2 separate regions of the Sus scrofa genome follow, and region 1 is linked to region 2. A link is a contact called in public HiChIP or PLAC-seq data. All regions are on one chromosome and are shown on one strand. The core of a region is the stretch at or near the end of the contact, and the rest is flanking DNA. Distances in the headings are between cores, read along the strand shown.

Region 1 (3,999 bases), core at 1,256-3,755, 170 kb after region 2:
TATGTAGTATCTTTGTACAGTGACAGAGAGTAACTAGACTTACCATGGGAATCATTTTGGAATGTATAGAAATAATGAATCACTATGTTTCATAACAAGAACTAAGTATTGTAGGCCAACCATATTTCAAAAACAAACTCACTCACAGAAAACAATCAGATCTGTGGCTACCAGAGCAGGGGGGAGGGGAGGAGGAACTGGATGAAGGCAGTCAAAAGCTACAAACTTCCAGTTATACGATCAATAAGTACTATGGATGTAACGTATGACACAAAAAATATAATTAACACTGCCATAATATGTTATATATGAAAATTGAGAGAGTAAGTCCTAAAAGAAAGGATTTCACAAGGAAAAAAATTTTTTTTCTATTTCTTTAACTTCATATCTATAAGGGATGGTGGATGCCCACTAAATTCATTGTGGTAATCACTTCATGAGGTATGTAAAGTCAAGTTATTATGCTGTACACCTTTAACTTATATAATGATGTCTGTCAATTACAGCTCAATAAAATTGGAAGAATAAATTAAAAAAAGCAAGTAGCAAACTGGGTATGTGACATGACCTTTTTTAGTGAAAAACATAAAATGTTAATATGAAATATCTGGTTATAAAATGTTAACAATATTCTCTCCAGAAAGAAGGAATTTTCACTTATAGATTTTGTAGAGTTTGATTATTTTATAAGACACATGTATCAGATAGATACATAGATAGATGTTTTTAAAGAGACTCTGAGGCTACAAAATATCCTGGTAAAGGGAGAACTTTGCCAAAGCAGGAGAGAGGTACAGAATGAATACAGAGGAAAATGTCTACAGTAGAATATATAATTTCAGAGTTAGAATAACTTTAAAAATAAAGAAACTAGCATCCAAATTAAAACTTTTGTGTCTCAAAACCAGCACAAAAGTGAAAAGACAACCTACAAAATGAGGAGAAAATATCTGTATGTCATATATCTGATAAAGGACTTGTATCCAGAAAATATATAAAGAATTCTTACAAGTCAACAAATAAAAAAGACAAATAACCTAACTAAAAAATTGGGAAAGAATCTAAATAGACACTACTTAGCACATAAAAAGATGCTCAATACTATGAGCCTTAAGATGCAAAGCAAAACCATAATGAGCTACCACCTCACATCCACTTGGATGGCTAAGTCAATTGGAACCCTCATACAACACTAGTGGGAATGCAAAATGTGCATCCATTTTGGAAAACAGTTTGACAATTCCTCAAATAGTTAAACATGGAATGTTTATGATACAGGAATTCCACTCCTGGGCACATGCCCAAGAGAAATGAAAATATATGTCCACACAAAAACTTGTACACGAATGTTCATAATAGCATTGTTTATAATAGCCAAAAAGTGGAAACAATACAAAGTTCATCAACTCATGAATGGATACACAAAATGCAATATATCCATACAATGGAATATCATCCACTCATAAAAAGGAAGGAAATTGACATGCTACAACACAGATGACCCCTGAAGACATCATGCTAAGAAAAGAAGACAGACACAAAAGGCCCTATATTGTATGATTCCATTTATATGAAATGTCCAGAAAGGGAGTTCCCAGCGTGGCGCAGCAGAAATGAATCCGATTAAGAACCATGAGGTTTCATGTTTGATCCCTAGCTGCGCTCCGTGGGTTAAGCACCCGGCGTTGCCGTGAGCTGTGGTGTAGGTCACAGACGTGGCTCAGATCTGGCCTTGCTGAGGCTGTGGTGTAGGCCAGCAGCTATGGCTCCGATTAGACCTCTAGCCTGGAAACCTCCATATGCCACAGGTGCAGCCCTGAAAAGAAAAAAAAAAAGAAAGAAAGAAAAATGTCCAGAATGGGCAAATCTATAGACACTGATTAGTGACTGATTCGGGCGTGGGCAGGGAAGGTGAGGAAAGGTTGCAGTGACTGCTAATGGGTATGCTGCTCCTTTTCAGGGGAGTGAAAATGTTCTGAAATTGATTGTGGTGATGGTTGCACAATACTGTGAGTATACCAAAAAAACAAACAACACTGAACTGGGTAAAATATATGGTATGCGAATTATATCTTAATTAAGAAAATATACATACATTAAAAAGAAGCTGGGGAGTTCTCGTCGTGGCACAGCTGCAACAAATCCAACTGGTATCCATGAGGATGCGGGTTCAATCCCTGGCCTTGCTCAGTGGGTTGGGGATCCGGCATTGCCATGAGCTGTGGTGTAGGTCACAGACTCGGCTCGTATCCTGCATTGTTGTGGCATGGCAGTGGCCAGCAGCTGTAGCTCTGATTCTACCCCTAGCCTGGGAACCTCCATGTGTGGTGGGTATGTGCCCTTAAAAAAAAAGAAGAAGAAGAAGAAGAAGAAGAAGAAGCTGGAAGCTCCATGAGGTTAAGTGACTTGCCCAGTGGGTTAAGTTTTACTAAGGCTAGTAAAAACTGAAACTGGAAACACGTGCACTGACTCCCACCGCAATGCTCAGTTCATTACTGCAGACTGCCGTGAGCAGTTCTGATGGGCCAAAAAGGCTCCCCAAAGAGCTAGAAAGGCAGAAAACTCTGCTACTAGCATAAGGAAAGGAAGAGAAATTTAGGTAACACAACTGAAATGTTGTTTTCAAACTGGATTCCAAAATGGATTCCTGGCCTAAAAATCTAACCACCACTGACATAAGAGGCTGTGACTCACTATAACAGTACCCCTTTTACAAAGAGCTCAATTAGAGCTGGGCACGGGATGCAGCTGCTGACGGAAAAGGAAGAAGGAAAATGAGATCAGAAGAGGCAGTGGGCTGAAATCACTGGCTGCCCTTCTGCATGTCAGAGGCCAATGCTTCAAATAAGTTTTATTCTCGAGGACTATAAAATCCTTTACCGAGATCCAAAAGTAACATCTCAAAATTGAATCCCCTCCCTGAATTACTATTCACATATAACATATTATTCAGGTATAATATATGATTGTGGTATCTCTGCAGCTGACTTGGACACAAAGATCATTGCTAGAATACAACTGCTCCATTTGTCTAGAATAACAATATCACTGTTGATGTAGAAATGGAAAGTAAGCCAAGAACATACAATCACTAAAAACATTATTTCGAGGCTTTTAAAAAATGAGCTACCAAAGAAACTCATCTATTGTCAGAACACTGCTTATGCAACATTAGAACGTTCTGACAGAAAGACAGGACAACAGAGGCAGGAAGCAGAAAGAAAGAAGAAATCCTGCAGGTACGCAGCTAATCCTAATAAGAAACAAACAGCTCTATTCCTGCCTTCCATAACAACAATTGTGTTCCTTGTGGTATATAAACCAAGACTTCTTTTGCCAGGAAAACAACTTATGACATGAAAACGAGAACCTGTTCCATGAAATACCATAATGGCAGTGAACAGATGTGAACCTGTAAAACTAAAAAGTTTTGGTTGTTTCCTCACTGAATCTGTGTGTGTGTGTGTGTGTCGTGTCTGTGGCATGTGGAGGTTCCCCAGCCAGGGATCAAACCAGCACCGCAGATGCAACCTGTGCCACAGCCACAACCACGCCTGATCCTTAACCCGCTGTGCCACAAGGGAACTTCTCCCCCTCACCAAATTTTTAACATCACTGGTTCATTATCAAATTCGGTTCAGCTCATGCAAACTCTAACACAAGTGGACAAAAATACTGCACTGAAGCATACACTACAAATAAAAGATTCTATAAAATATTATGCCCTCAAATCTCTAACAACTTTGACTTATTCACAATTGTAATATTAATGTAGAAGCTCTCTTAACCCACCACCTCTCAACCAATCTGCCAAAATAAGTGATGCTTCCCCTTCCCTCTGTAAAACAACTGGTGCCCCAGCATACAAACTGACCCCAATTAACAGCTACTCCCCCTTATGCCAGTATATGTCTCCGCCCGCCCATTAAGCTGCATGCTTACCAAGAACTGTTTTTCCCCAAACCTATTTATACCAGTTGCTCTTGTTATTATACTTAT
Region 2 (4,393 bases), core at 331-2,830:
GTTGCTGTGGCTCTGGCGTAGGCTGGTGACAACAGCTCCGATTAGACCCCTAGCCTGGGAACCTCCATATGCTGTGGGTGCAGCCCTAAAAAGGCAAAAAAAAACAAAAAAAAAAACCCTAAAGTACAGAGCAGTTAATTTCAGAAAATTCTCAGGTACAAAGATGCCATAAAGATACTTTATATCCTGGCAACAGGAAAAATTTATGACCTATAGATTCAACATGAAAATGATTAATATTCTACAGTTACAAAAGAAAAGGGAGAACCAAGAGAAGAAACTGGTTAAAATGAATACCCAAGTTCACTGAACAGAAGCCATGGGGGTGGAGCTGTTCTCTTCATGTGGCCTCTGGTCCTTTATTTCTCTACTCCTAAGTGGCTCCTAACATAATTTGTTAAGTCTCTTTTCCAACCCCCGACACCCTGCTAGTTAGTGTTTGCCTGCAGGCTGAAATGCTATCTTACATCCTTTTCTCTTAATACAGAGCAGCAGACTTTAATTTGAACCATATGTTTGTCTTCTAGGGACGATTTAAATACCAGAGCTTTACTATCAATTTTGAGACTTGAAATTCTTTGTTTAAGGCAGGACAGGAGCCTGGGGCTATACCGGGCAGCGATTCTGTAGCCCTAATAGGAGGTATGTCATCAACTGGGTATGCCTATGTGGTAAGAACAAAGAGAGAATGGGCGGCAAATCAAGACGATTGCAAGAGGAAATTTTCTTATTTGGTCCACCACCTCAGAAGCAATACCCTTGACTTCCTTCTTGGCTGACCCAAGGAGCAACCCAAAAGCAGATGTAACTGGCCCAGCCTGTAGCCAGTTCCAAATGTTCACAACGTCTGTGAAGGTAAGACAGTAGTACTATGACAACTGACAGCCAGTGCGCCCAGCAGTAACTCCTGCTTCATTTCACTTCCTCACTGATATAAGCAAACAGCTTAGAAGTAGGGGCCAGAGGAAAAAAGTGGGAAAATAATTATTTATATTGTTTATTATTTATAATATTATATATTATTATTAATTATTATTTATATTTCATAAATTATTTTCCTAAAAAAACACCAGAAAATACTATGACAAGATCCTTCATGTTTTAAAATCTGAAAGCTTCTTAGGACTCATAACCCCAATGCTTCACTTGGATTAGAGACAAAGACCAAAAATAGAAATAATTTTGGCCCTTGTTTAATTTCTCAGTGGGCTAATAAGTATAGGGTGGGAGCCACAACACTGTCAGGTATTCTTGCTAGAGACGACTTAGAGAACCAAAGGTTAAGACCCGTGAAAGAACACTTTATAAACAGGATTTAGATTGATGGACTATTAACACAGAACATGACATGGAGAAGGAACTAACCTTGCTTTTCCTACGCAATATTACTAGCTTAGAAATCCTGTGACCCAAAAGCTTTATTTGAAACTGAATGCAACAGGAGTGAACTGCATGGATCTCAGAATCTTAGTAGTGATGAAGGATGAGTTTCAAAGTTCCCAGGAGTCTCAATATTAGTTCACTCTTAAAAGGAGTCTTGGGAAGTCCTCAATGTTTAGCAATCCCTCTACCCTCTGGCTGAACTTCCTAACTAGGAGCTAATGGAGAAGTAATGCCAAAAACTACTGACTCATGGCTTGAGTATTTATACACAAGAGAAATTACTTCATGGGAAAAAAAAAATCCAGTAATCAGCTAATTTGAGAAGGGGGAGACTTGGTTTAGTTTAAGGAAACAAGGGAGGTCAAAATTGGGGCGGGGGGCAGATAATATTCGGAAGATTGAAAGAGTACGTGCATCCTCTTGGTAACGTGGTAGAAGGCTGTCATAGGACCACTGTGCTGCAACTCCTACTCTTACACCATAAACGCGGCTCCTCCACACCATCACTTCATCTTAGTAATCAGACCCTCCACAACTCCCTAGCACTGTGTTTCTATATGGGATGATGACTATCTCTGTGGAAAACGAAAGTTTAAAAACAAAATGCTGAACCAGCATTATACTGGTATTTTCAATGAATGATATGTATTTTCCCCCCAAAGCTTTAAAATACCTAAGCAGTTAGGATCACTTAACTCAGCTAATTTTATTTTTTTATTTTTATTTTATTTTTTGTCTTTTTGCCATTTCTTGGGCCGCTCCCACGGCATATGGAGGTTTCCAGGCTAGGGGTCTAATCGGAGCTATAGCTGCCAGCCTACACCAGAGCCACAGCAACGCGGGATCCGAGCCGAGTCTACAACCTACACCACAGATTACGGCAACGCCGGATCCTTAACCCACTGAGCAAGGGCAGGGAACGAACCCGCAACTTCATGGTTCCTCGTCGGATTCATTAACCACTGCGCCACGAGGGGAACTCCTAACTCAGCTAATATTAAACGAGGTAATAAACCAATCCCTCCACTCAATTATAGATGGCACTTCCCCAACCTCTCTCATGAAAAACAAAAAATCCTCCCAATATAGGATCCTCCCATCAAACTCAGTATTTTGTTCTGTTCTGTTTTGTTTTGTTTTGTTTTGTTTTAGGGCTGTACCCACAGCACATGGAGGTTCCCAGGCTAGGGGTCAAATAGGAGCTGTGGCTGCCGGCCTACACCACAGACAAAGCAACGAGGGATCCAAGCTGAGTCTGTGACCTACGCCAAAGCTCACAGCAATGCCAGATTCTTAACCCACTAAGCGAGGCCAGGGATCAAACCTGTGTCCTCATGGATGCTAGTCAGGTTCATTTCCACTGAGCCACAACGGGAACTCCTCCAACTCAGAACTGAAGTAGATGTATAATGGGAAAGGTTGTAATGAGACACTTTGCATAAGACTTACAAACAATATTCATTAGAATTCTTGCAAACATTAATGTATACTACTATAGTCATCAATCTAAATCATATCACTTAGAAAAATAAAAGTCCAATCATTTAATCAGTAAGTTTCTAATACTGATAGGTGAGCACACTATACAAAATTTTAGTGTGTCCTTTATAGAACATGATGAACTAAAATTCCCCTGAGTTCTCAACAGAAGCTAAAGACACCAAATGCAAATACAGCATATAGGTATAACAACAATATTTTCCAAATTTAAAAATTAAGTATATGGTCTGATAATCAAAAGGCTTCTTTTGGAGAAAAGAAAATATGACCATATATAAAAAGTTCTAAGTTGTCACCTAGAAAATAAAAGCAGGAGTTCCTGCCGTGGCTCAGTGGTTAATGAATCCAACTAGGAACCATGAGGTTGCAAGTTCGATCCCTGGCCTTGCTCAGTGGGTTAGGAATCTGGCGTTGCTGTGAGCTGTGGTGTAGGTCGCAGACGCAGCTCGGATCCTGTGTTGCTATGGCTCTGGCGTAGGCCGGCGGCTACACTCCAATTCGACCCCTAGCCTGTGAATCTCCATATGCCACAGGAGCGGCCCTAGAAAGGCAAAAAGACAAAAAAAGAAAAGCAGGTAAGAAGATACCCTCTCAGGTTAAAGATAATAAAATAAACCTAATTCAAATGAGAAGAAACATCTGAAAAGTAACCCACCTAAAAGGTAATGTGTAAAAATGATATCCAGAGTAGGATACCCCCAAGTTTGTTTTTGAAGGACCATTGAGGTATCCAGGGGTACACAAGGTCCATGCCCGCCTTGGAGCAGACTAGCTGGGTTGGGGCGGGGGGGCACATGACACAATCATACCTCCTACTATATAATTATACACATAAATTGGGTTTTAGGCAAAGTTTAGGGGCAATTAGTAAATAATAGAGAAGAAGGACTTTCCTGAAAAAAGAATCCATCAAGAGTTCAGAGAATCTCTCAAGCTGATCAAAAAAATCAAGATTAGGAGTTCCTGCTGTGGCGCAATGAGATCAGTGGTGTCTCTGCATGGCCAGGACACAAGTTTGATCCCAGGCCTGGCACAGTGGTTTAAAGGATCTGGCATTGCTGCACCTGCAACGTAGGTCACAACTGCAGCTCAGAACTAATCCCTGGCCTGGGACTCCATGTGCCATGGGGTGGCCAAAAATGAAGAAAAAAAAAAAAATCAATGTCCTATTTGGACTAGAATGTAAAGAAAACTGTAACCTATTTAATTGTACAGATACCCAGTACTTTCCAAATTTTTGACTCTCAAACTTCTGAAATTTTTTTTTTTTTTTGGTCTTTTTAGGGCTGAACACACTGCATATGGAGATCCCCAGGCTAGGGGTCGAATCCGAGCTGTTGCTGCTGGCCTACACCAGAGCCACAGCAATGCCAGATTCGAGCCACATCTGTGACCTACACCACAGCTCACGGCAACGCCAGATCCTTAACTCACTGAGCAAGGCCAGGGATCAAACCCACAACCTCATGGTTCCTTGTGGGATTCATTTCTGCTGCGCCACGATGGGAAC

What was found. HiChIP or PLAC-seq counts read pairs in DNA pulled down with a chosen protein or histone mark.
Region 1: a contact with region 2 is called in an H3K27ac HiChIP or PLAC-seq map of alveolar macrophages. The contact joins two enhancer-like sites. A contact is called at or near these places in 2 of 2 datasets of contacts at active chromatin or transcription factors (alveolar macrophages and skeletal muscle).

The regions. Positions count from the first base shown.
Region 1 is chr9:44,454,711-44,458,709 of Sscrofa11.1, forward strand. The region is part of intron 1 of SIK3 (serine/threonine-protein kinase SIK3); the gene reads right to left. Among named protein-coding and RNA genes, the nearest start is that of SIK3, 15 kb to the right of the region's middle. Within about 2 kb of position 2,506, at least 23 of the 83 cell types and tissues checked have an H3K27ac peak or open chromatin away from gene starts, as enhancers often do. A contact at or near this core is called in alveolar macrophages, where this site is marked.
Region 2 is chr9:44,285,336-44,289,728 of Sscrofa11.1, forward strand. All of the region lies in intron 5 of SIK3 (serine/threonine-protein kinase SIK3), which reads right to left. Among named protein-coding and RNA genes, the nearest start is that of APOA1, 69 kb to the left of the region's middle. Within about 2 kb of position 1,581, at least 21 of the 83 cell types and tissues checked have an H3K27ac peak or open chromatin away from gene starts, as enhancers often do. A contact at or near this core is called in alveolar macrophages, where this site is marked.